Regions from separate parts of the Gossypium raimondii genome. Here region 1 is linked to region 2. A link is a contact called in public Hi-C data. All regions are on one chromosome and are shown on one strand. Each heading gives the region's core, a stretch centred on a gene start, on an enhancer-like site or on the middle of the called end of the contact. The rest is flanking DNA. Distances are from core to core; before and after follow the strand shown. Region 1 has its middle 11 kb from the start of LOC105783168. Region 2 holds the start of LOC105783162.

Region 1 (4,055 bases), core at 1,272-3,771, 58 kb after region 2:
CAACAAATGCTAGATCCCGAAATAACTTGTCATAATCTTCATATCATCAACTATCCTATACACAAGCGTGCATATTTGCATATTCATGCTCTGCACTGTCACATATCAATTTCTAAATTCTGTTGATTGAATCTAAACATCAATTGTACATTCATTTAATGATATTTTTCATTCTTCTAGTTACAACAATAGATATAATATTTATCACTTATCTCATTTTATTTCAATTCAATCGCATTTTCTAACCATGTATGCCAATTTCCACCAAAATCTTAACTTATGTTCAAACATAGATATAATGACAACCAAACACAAGCATACCCATTAAACAAGTAAGGGTAGTAAGTTCCATAAGAACTTATCTTTTCAAAACACAAAACAAGCAGATTTCTCTGGGCCTGTTCTGTAATTTAGTTTTTCCTCTACTAGCTCCACTTTTATCAAATTTTGGTTCTATACAATTATATATATAACAATCAATATCATATATTAGCACACAATAGCCATTTAATGGCTCACAACAACAATGCCATGAATTGCATGATTCAAATTAATTCCTTTTTTAATATACATATATTTTGCATTTTATTTAATTTAGTCCCTAAACTTGGGATAAGCATAACTTTCAATTCCTAGCTTGGATTAAAATCGATTTCACATCTTCCATTATGGACCCTTTACTTTCTATTTCTAGTATAATTTCATGAAATGTTTTACATTTATTCAATTTAGCCCCTAATGTTGCCAAGTTGATAAATAAGCTTAATTAACTTTGCAATTTAGTTTTTTTATAATCTAAGCTCAATATCTATCAATTTTGAACCTAATTCATTAATTAATCAACAATGGAAACTTGCTAAAAATTTAATAATTGAACAAATTGATACATGGGTTAACTAAATAAAGTTCCCATGATCACAAATCTATAAAAAAAATAAGAAAAAGGCTTGATTTTATTACCTTATTGATGGTTGAATGTAGAAACATAAAAATGGTTTCCTTCCTTAGGTTTTTCTAAGCATGGACTGTTGGAAGAGAAATGAATGGAGAAGATAACACTTTCCATCCACTAACTTAGTGTGTGTATATTGATTAAGGCTTAATTAATCAAACTTAATTAGCTTAATTAGGCTTAACTGTATTAATTTTTATTATTAACCAATCTAAGTGGCAAACATCGTCAATATCAATGAAAAATGGATAAATAACCATTTTGGCTCTTTGGTTAATTTTCATTTAAGTCCTCAAGTCTTTCCTTAATTAAAAGTCAACGGCAATTGAACTTTACAATTTAGTCACTGAGTCTTAATTAGCTATTCTATCAACTAAATTACTTGTCTATTCTTCAATATATTTCTATATTAACTTCGTAAATATTCCTGTTTTATATTTACAGACTCGATTTACGAAAATGGAGTTCCGAAACCGCATTTTTGGTACCAATGAAAATCAAATCGTTACAACCTGTTTAAAATATGGGTTCAATGCTCGAACCTGGACCAACCCGTTTTTCTAAGTTTAAGCATCTTGTGTTATTTTTTAAATATTATGTAATTTATAACACATAAAAACTAAGTCTATAAGAATATATACTACTATATAATGTTAATATTAAAAAATATTTTTTTGAGGAAAACATTAAAAAATTGTTAAGATGCTTATATATAAAATTTTGATGAATGAAAAATATTATGGGCGAGCCTAAAATGGACTTGTGTTAGCCATTTCCAAATATGAGCGGGCTCAGACAAAATTTTAGGCTTATATTTCAACTCGAGACAGACTTAGACAACTATAAAGTGTTTTAATGTCATACTTAACTTGACCCATTAACACCGAATTTCTAGCAAAAAAAACTCTTAAGAGTTAAATATATATATATGATTATATAGATTAAAGCATAATTAAATAAATATAAATAATTAAATTAAACTTCACAATAATGATTTAATTAAATCTATTTTAATGAAAATATAAACCTTCCTTTTAACTCTAAAGATTCCAAAAGAGTTATTAAATTCAAAAGAAAATGGGAAAATATCGTGGTAGTTTAATTAAATTCTTTAAAAATATGTAAATCACCCCATATCAACTCTAAATATTTCAAAAGGAATTAAAAATGTATAATATAAAAATGGTAGGGTGGAGAAAAAGAAGAGAAGACAAGACATGTGTGAATTAGAATGATGCAAATGTTTAAAGAGCTTAGAACCACATGCACATGGACATGGATATGGACATGCACTTCCAGCGGCATCTTGGACTGGGACCAAGCCTTCTCATCCTAAACTATCGCTTTCCGGAGGTCAGGGCGGCCTTATCATCAATATTCAATCCCTCAAGTCTTCCTTTAACTAAGTCCCAATATAATAATATGAACCATTTGTCCAAATAATTAATATATAATAATATGAACAAACATATATATATATATATATATATATATTCTAAGTCCTGGATTTATCCCACGATGAGACGCGTCCACGCATGCAAGAGCTGCCTACCGCTAATGGACCAAACGTACGCGCGTGTCATCCATCCCACTTTGTCAACCAATCAACCTTTTTTCATTCACACATATTCTCAAACACCTTATGGCTGATTAAGCAAATCAAACAACACGGACCACCACCGTCCGAACACAGCAACTATTACGCAATAGTTGCGTACGCCCGAAGAAATTTTGATAGTTCCTAGAAAATACCAATGTTATGTAATATGCATAATCCACGCGGAAGGGTGGAAATTTAAAACTATATTTTTATGAAAATTAAAATATAATTTTTATTATAATTTACAAGTATTAAATTGAAATTTTATATTTTTAGGTTAAAATGTAATTTTATCATATATTAATTTATAATTTTATAGATTTTAAAGGGATGTCCTGTCCTTGTATATAATTAAATTGCATAGTTGGTCATTCAACAATTTAGTAATTTTTCATTTTGAGCATTATTGACTAATATTATCAATGTCACTTATTCATTAACTCGGTAACAAATGATGGTACACTCTTTTTAACCAATGTTGTTGGAAGTGAACCAGACCTGCTTGTCTGACCGATTGAACTGAAAAATAATAGGTGTATTGGTCCAAATGGAGACATTGAATCGCTATTGAATCTCAAATCAAAATTAGGGTTCGTTTGTTTACATGTAAAAGGTTTTACGGAAAATATTTTTTGCATTTTCCTGTATTTGTTTAACAGTAAATAGTTTGGTTAACGGAAAATGACTTACAGGCCAATATAAAATAAGTCATTTTTCCTGTAAAATGACTTACCCTTTTGAAAAGCACAAGTCATTTTCCGGAAAAGAGCTCCTCTATAGATAATTTTATTTTTATATAAAAATTAACTTAAATCAAGCTCAGTATTATTATATTTATAATATTATTTTAATAATTTATTTAAAATTCTAATTTTATTTTAATAATAAATTTTAAAAACAATAATTTTAAATAATAATATTCACTAAAAATATTTAATATTAATATTTTAATAATAACTATTTATTACAATTATAAATATATTAATAATAAATGTTTTGTAGTATAAAGGTTAAACTATGTCATAAGTCTATGTACACTTCACAGATTTGCAATTTAGCCTTTGTACTTTTATTTTCAAGAATTTAGTCCCTTTACTTTTCAAATTTGAAAATCAAGTCCAATTGTTGACATCGTTAAATTTTTTGTCAATTTTGTTGATGTCACATTTTAAATAAAAATATGCAATTGATAGTCATGTAATTAAAAATGACGTTGTAATGAACCCTAATTTAACATAATATTTTTAATATATGCAAAAACAATGTAAAATATAAAATTATAGATAAAAATAAATTTAATTAAACAATGAAAAAAATAAAAAAAAATCTCAAATGCATGTTTGTTTCATTGAAAACAATTTTTATAAAATATTTTTAAGAAATCTACAAAACAACAGAAAATATTTTACACAGATTCATCCAAACATCAGAAAATACTAGCTTTTCCAGAAAAAATAAATTATTTTCTGGAAGCCATTTCCAGTGAAACAAACGGAGCCTTAG
Region 2 (4,249 bases), core at 1,721-4,220:
ATGAATAGAGAGATGAAATGGAATGTTAATTGGACCATGTTGTTATATGAGGCGATGTTATATATATATGGAAATTGGTTAAAGGCCCCTGCGAACTTAGTGAATGATTAGGATACAAATGACATGTCATTAGGGTTTAATGTGTCATGTACTTTGTATAGATGATTTCATTATATCAGATACTATGTATCGTGACTATAATTTCAGTTACTTTGTACCGATGTTCATGTTGTATCAGGCACTATGTGTCGATGTTTATATCTTATAAGGTATTATGTACCGGTGATAGATACCTTATCGATGGCTGAGATCCAACATTTGTTGCGGATTCTCCACAACTCGTATGAGCAACATCGAGTAATGGTTAATGTCCTTAATGAAAACGTTAGCTATGAATTGAATATGGTTGCTATGCATATTATGTTATTTATATGTATGGAATGATGTATTGACCAATTTGGCTATTTCATGAAATGTGTAAGATGACAATGGAATAATATGTCTATATGTTATTTTCATTAGTTAAAATACGAATTGTTAGGTACGTTGTGTTTAATTTCATACGAACTTACTAAGCTTTAAGTAAACTTACCTTCGTTTAAATTTTCTTCCTTGTAGATTGTTGAAAAACGTGTTGTTGATAGGATCGTCTCCGGAGCTCATACTATCCACCAACTCTTTTGGTAGACTTTTGCTCAATTTGGCCCGGTTATAAGTGGCATATAAATAGGTGTAAACGATTATATAATGTGAAATTGAAAATTATGTTTTGTGCCATTTTCATGTGAATTATGTGTAATGGCTTGTTATGGCATGAATTGGTATTTTGGTGAACTTTGCTTGATGAAATCTTGGCATTTGGAATGATGATCATGTGGTTGTAGTTAGGTATGAATATTTGGTATGTTTGATGATGAATGGTTTGCTTGTGAATTGTTGAATTGAGGTGCCGTGATATATTAGTTAGGCACTTTGGGTTTTTTTTTTTTTTTGGCTAGTGCACTTAGGGTTGTTTTATAAGTTGTATTTTGGGTATATTTTGATGCATTAAAAACAAGTCTAATGAATGGTAAAATGCTTGTTTATGGCACAAGTAAGAATTGATTATGTGGCTTAATTTAAAAGACATATTTTAGCACACGCGGGTAAGTGACATAGTTGTGTGCTCTGTATGATCTTGGTTGTTTTGGTTAAACACAGTCATATTATATCTATGGAAAAAAATATCTTTTATTCTTTTATTTTTCTACTTTTTCAATTTTCTATCTTTCCAATTCTTTCCATTCTACTAATTAAATCCTTTAAGTTGGTTTTTTTCAACTTCTTCCCATACAAAAAGACTTGATGAATATAAGAAATGAAGCAGAGTAACAAGCTCATATTGGCTTACTTCACTAGCTAGATAGTTTAATTACACACACAAAGAGTTGGATAGATATTTGTCATCGTCCACCGATCAATTAATATGATTTTCTAAATCAAAGGCTTGAAAAGAGAAAACTATTATTAATCAATCCAATATTAATGGATGGAGTATCAATATTTTCATCTAAAGACAAACGGATGAAGCAATGGACAAAAGAAAAAACCTCCTTAACAAAACAGGTAAGTCCATACCATCAGTATTGAGAATGATGGATGGGTAGGAGCTGAATGGCCCAAATTAGCAGTGGGTTTATTTCAGCCGTTTCATGAAGCCTTTGAAGGGCCTCTCTATGACAAGCTAAGGTCAAATCCATTTACAAATAACCATTGGATTCGGGTAGAACCGGTAGGATATCCGCATTTAAACAAAAACATAATTATAATTTAAAGCAATTCCGTTTTGACTTGTTCAAAACAGATAAACAATTGAGACCGCCCCTTGAGCCTTTGGATTGTAGACGTAATGTTCCATTTTCCTTCTGATGATTTTATACCTCCAAATATATGCTTCCTGCCTTCTCTCTCAATATTACATACAGTTGCGAATAAATGAAATATAAAGATGAAAAAGACCCACAAAAATTCATGTGAGAATGATGATTAATGGAATCTCCGGTTAACTCAATAAAAAAATGACACTCTCGATCTCAGTTTCTATACAGGACAGAGAAGTTTTGAATATAATAGATATATGTATGTATGTATAATATGTTACATTGGGGGCTCATGGAAAATTAACAACTTGAAAGGTGGATCCGGGTAGGTAGATTACAGAACGGAGCCTTCGTAAATAGTGGACAGCCTTAGCTTAAAAGAACGAACGGCCAATTTGGCTCGTCTGGATGTGTATCGCTGCAATTTTCTAAAAGAAGCAGATCTTGACATCCCAGCTGGCTGAGGTTGAGTCTGGGACTTGGTAAAGGACTTGGTGCTGCTGGGTGTTGGGGCTGATGCGGTAGAAGCGCCAACAGGATCAACAACAGATTGAGCTACCACCATCACAGGGTTAATTCGGGCTTTCTTGCGCCGATTAGAATCGTTTCTAGAGTCATTCTGGATAGCAACGCTGGCTTTGACGGCCAAAGCGGCCATATCCTTGGAAGCCAATCGCTGCTGAAGCTTGGAAACGGGAAGCACGAAGTATATCTGATTGGGTTGCAGTTGATGGTCCGCATTCAAGGCCGGAACGTAATCGTCGTAAGATAAGCTATCCGAGTTGCAAAGGAAGATGGAGGAGGAAGAAGAAGAGGAGGAGGAGGAGGAGGAGGAGGCTTCGGCGTGAAGAACCTGAGAGGCGCAGACCGGGGGATTATATTTATGAAGATCACCGTTGAGGGAAACAACATGAGCTGTTGGGCGAGACCCAGATTCTGAAAATTCAGGGATTTCGTAAGAGAAACAGGCACCCATGGCATGGATGGATGGATGGATGGATGGATTGTTAGAGAAGAATATATAGAAAAGTGAAAAGGAATTGGGAGGTTTGGAATTGCAGTTGTATTTGAGGAGGAGAAATGGTTTGTTATTATTATGGTTAATTAACAAATAAATAAGAGGAGATGATTGAAGAATGTGGAAAGGGGGGTTTAATAAAGAGTGACGCGAGCCACGGCGTCACGCGGGGAACATGAAATACCGTTGGCGTTGCAAGTCAAAGGGGAAGCTGTTGTTGTACTTTTCAAAGAGATAGAGATGGGGACAGCTGATTCATACCTACTTTTTCATCCAACTGTTTGATTTTGACGTTTGACATTGCCAACCCTTAATAAAACCCCTTCCCTTTTTAACTCAGCAGTGACGCGTTGCGTAGGAAGGAAGCTATTTACTTGAGTTACACTCTCACACCTCCGCCACTTACAAAGCGCAGCCGTTATTTGCTGCTTATTAAAAGTCAGGCCGAGTGATGCTTCTTTTTTAATTTCATTTTCCATTTTTGTTTAATTGATATATGTTCCACGTACCAGTTTATTTGTTGTAATGGAGAGAAATGATCTTTTATGTTTTCACACTAATTCTAAATTTTAAATTATTTGTTTTATATTAAAAAATCAATCATTAATATTTTATATCATATAATAAAATTATCATATCGATTAAAATATTTACATGCTTGATAAATATAAATATTTTGATAAATTTAACTGTTGACTTATTCGTATGAAAACTTATGAAAAAATGTAAAATTATTTTAGTTTTATATTGATGTAAGTGAATATCCCTTTATTTAATGGTATAACTTGTTATATGATTAATGTAGTTATTTAAAGTTTTGTTTAAAGGTGCTTTAACCATGTGGCATGGTGGTTGCCCATCTCGTCCGTTAATCATGTATTTGAGAGATTTGATCTCTACTTATGAGAATGAAACATGCTTCATGACTAGTCATTTACTTTTCTAAAAAGCATCTATGACAAGTGGTGGAGCCAAGGGGACTGATAGGAGACCCGACCCCCTAAAATAGAAAGTTTTCATTTAAGCTTTTTATAATTTATAAAATTTTAAATCAATAATGGTAAAATTATACTTTGTCCCCCTAAAATAATAAAAATTTGACTTAATCCTTTAAAAATTATAAAAATATAAACAATTAAAATAGTGAAATTACATTTCTACTATCGTAAAAATATACAATTTAATTATGACACTCCTAAAAAAATTTACGACTCGCCACTATTCGTGACAAAAGAGTTAGTCATTGTTACCGATCATGATATCCTAAAATCAACAAAAGAGAAAATCGATTATACATAGTAGTAAAGCAATTTAAAAGAATTTGATGTTATTTTCAAAACGTGTTTTCTAAATTTGTTTTATTTATTTTAAT

The links. A called contact is a pair of places that touch in the nucleus more often than the background predicts.
Region 1: a Hi-C map of leaf shows a contact between it and region 2, with 3 times the contacts expected there. The contact joins the enhancer-like site here to the promoter of LOC105783162 in region 2. A contact is called at or near these places in 2 of 2 Hi-C or Micro-C datasets (both in leaf).

What each region holds. Positions count from the first base shown.
Region 1 is chr1:13,835,905-13,839,959 of ASM2569854v1, forward strand. No RefSeq gene overlaps it. Among protein-coding and RNA genes, the nearest start is that of LOC105783168, 11 kb to the right of the region's middle. Within about 2 kb of position 2,522, the one cell type or tissue checked has open chromatin away from gene starts, as enhancers often do. A contact at or near this core is called in leaf, where this site is marked.
Region 2 is chr1:13,777,398-13,781,646 of ASM2569854v1, forward strand. LOC105783162 reads right to left here and starts at 2,971. Exons shown (of 1, transcript XM_012608443.2): 1 at 2,008-2,971. The coding sequence starts at 2,835. The coding sequence ends at 2,194.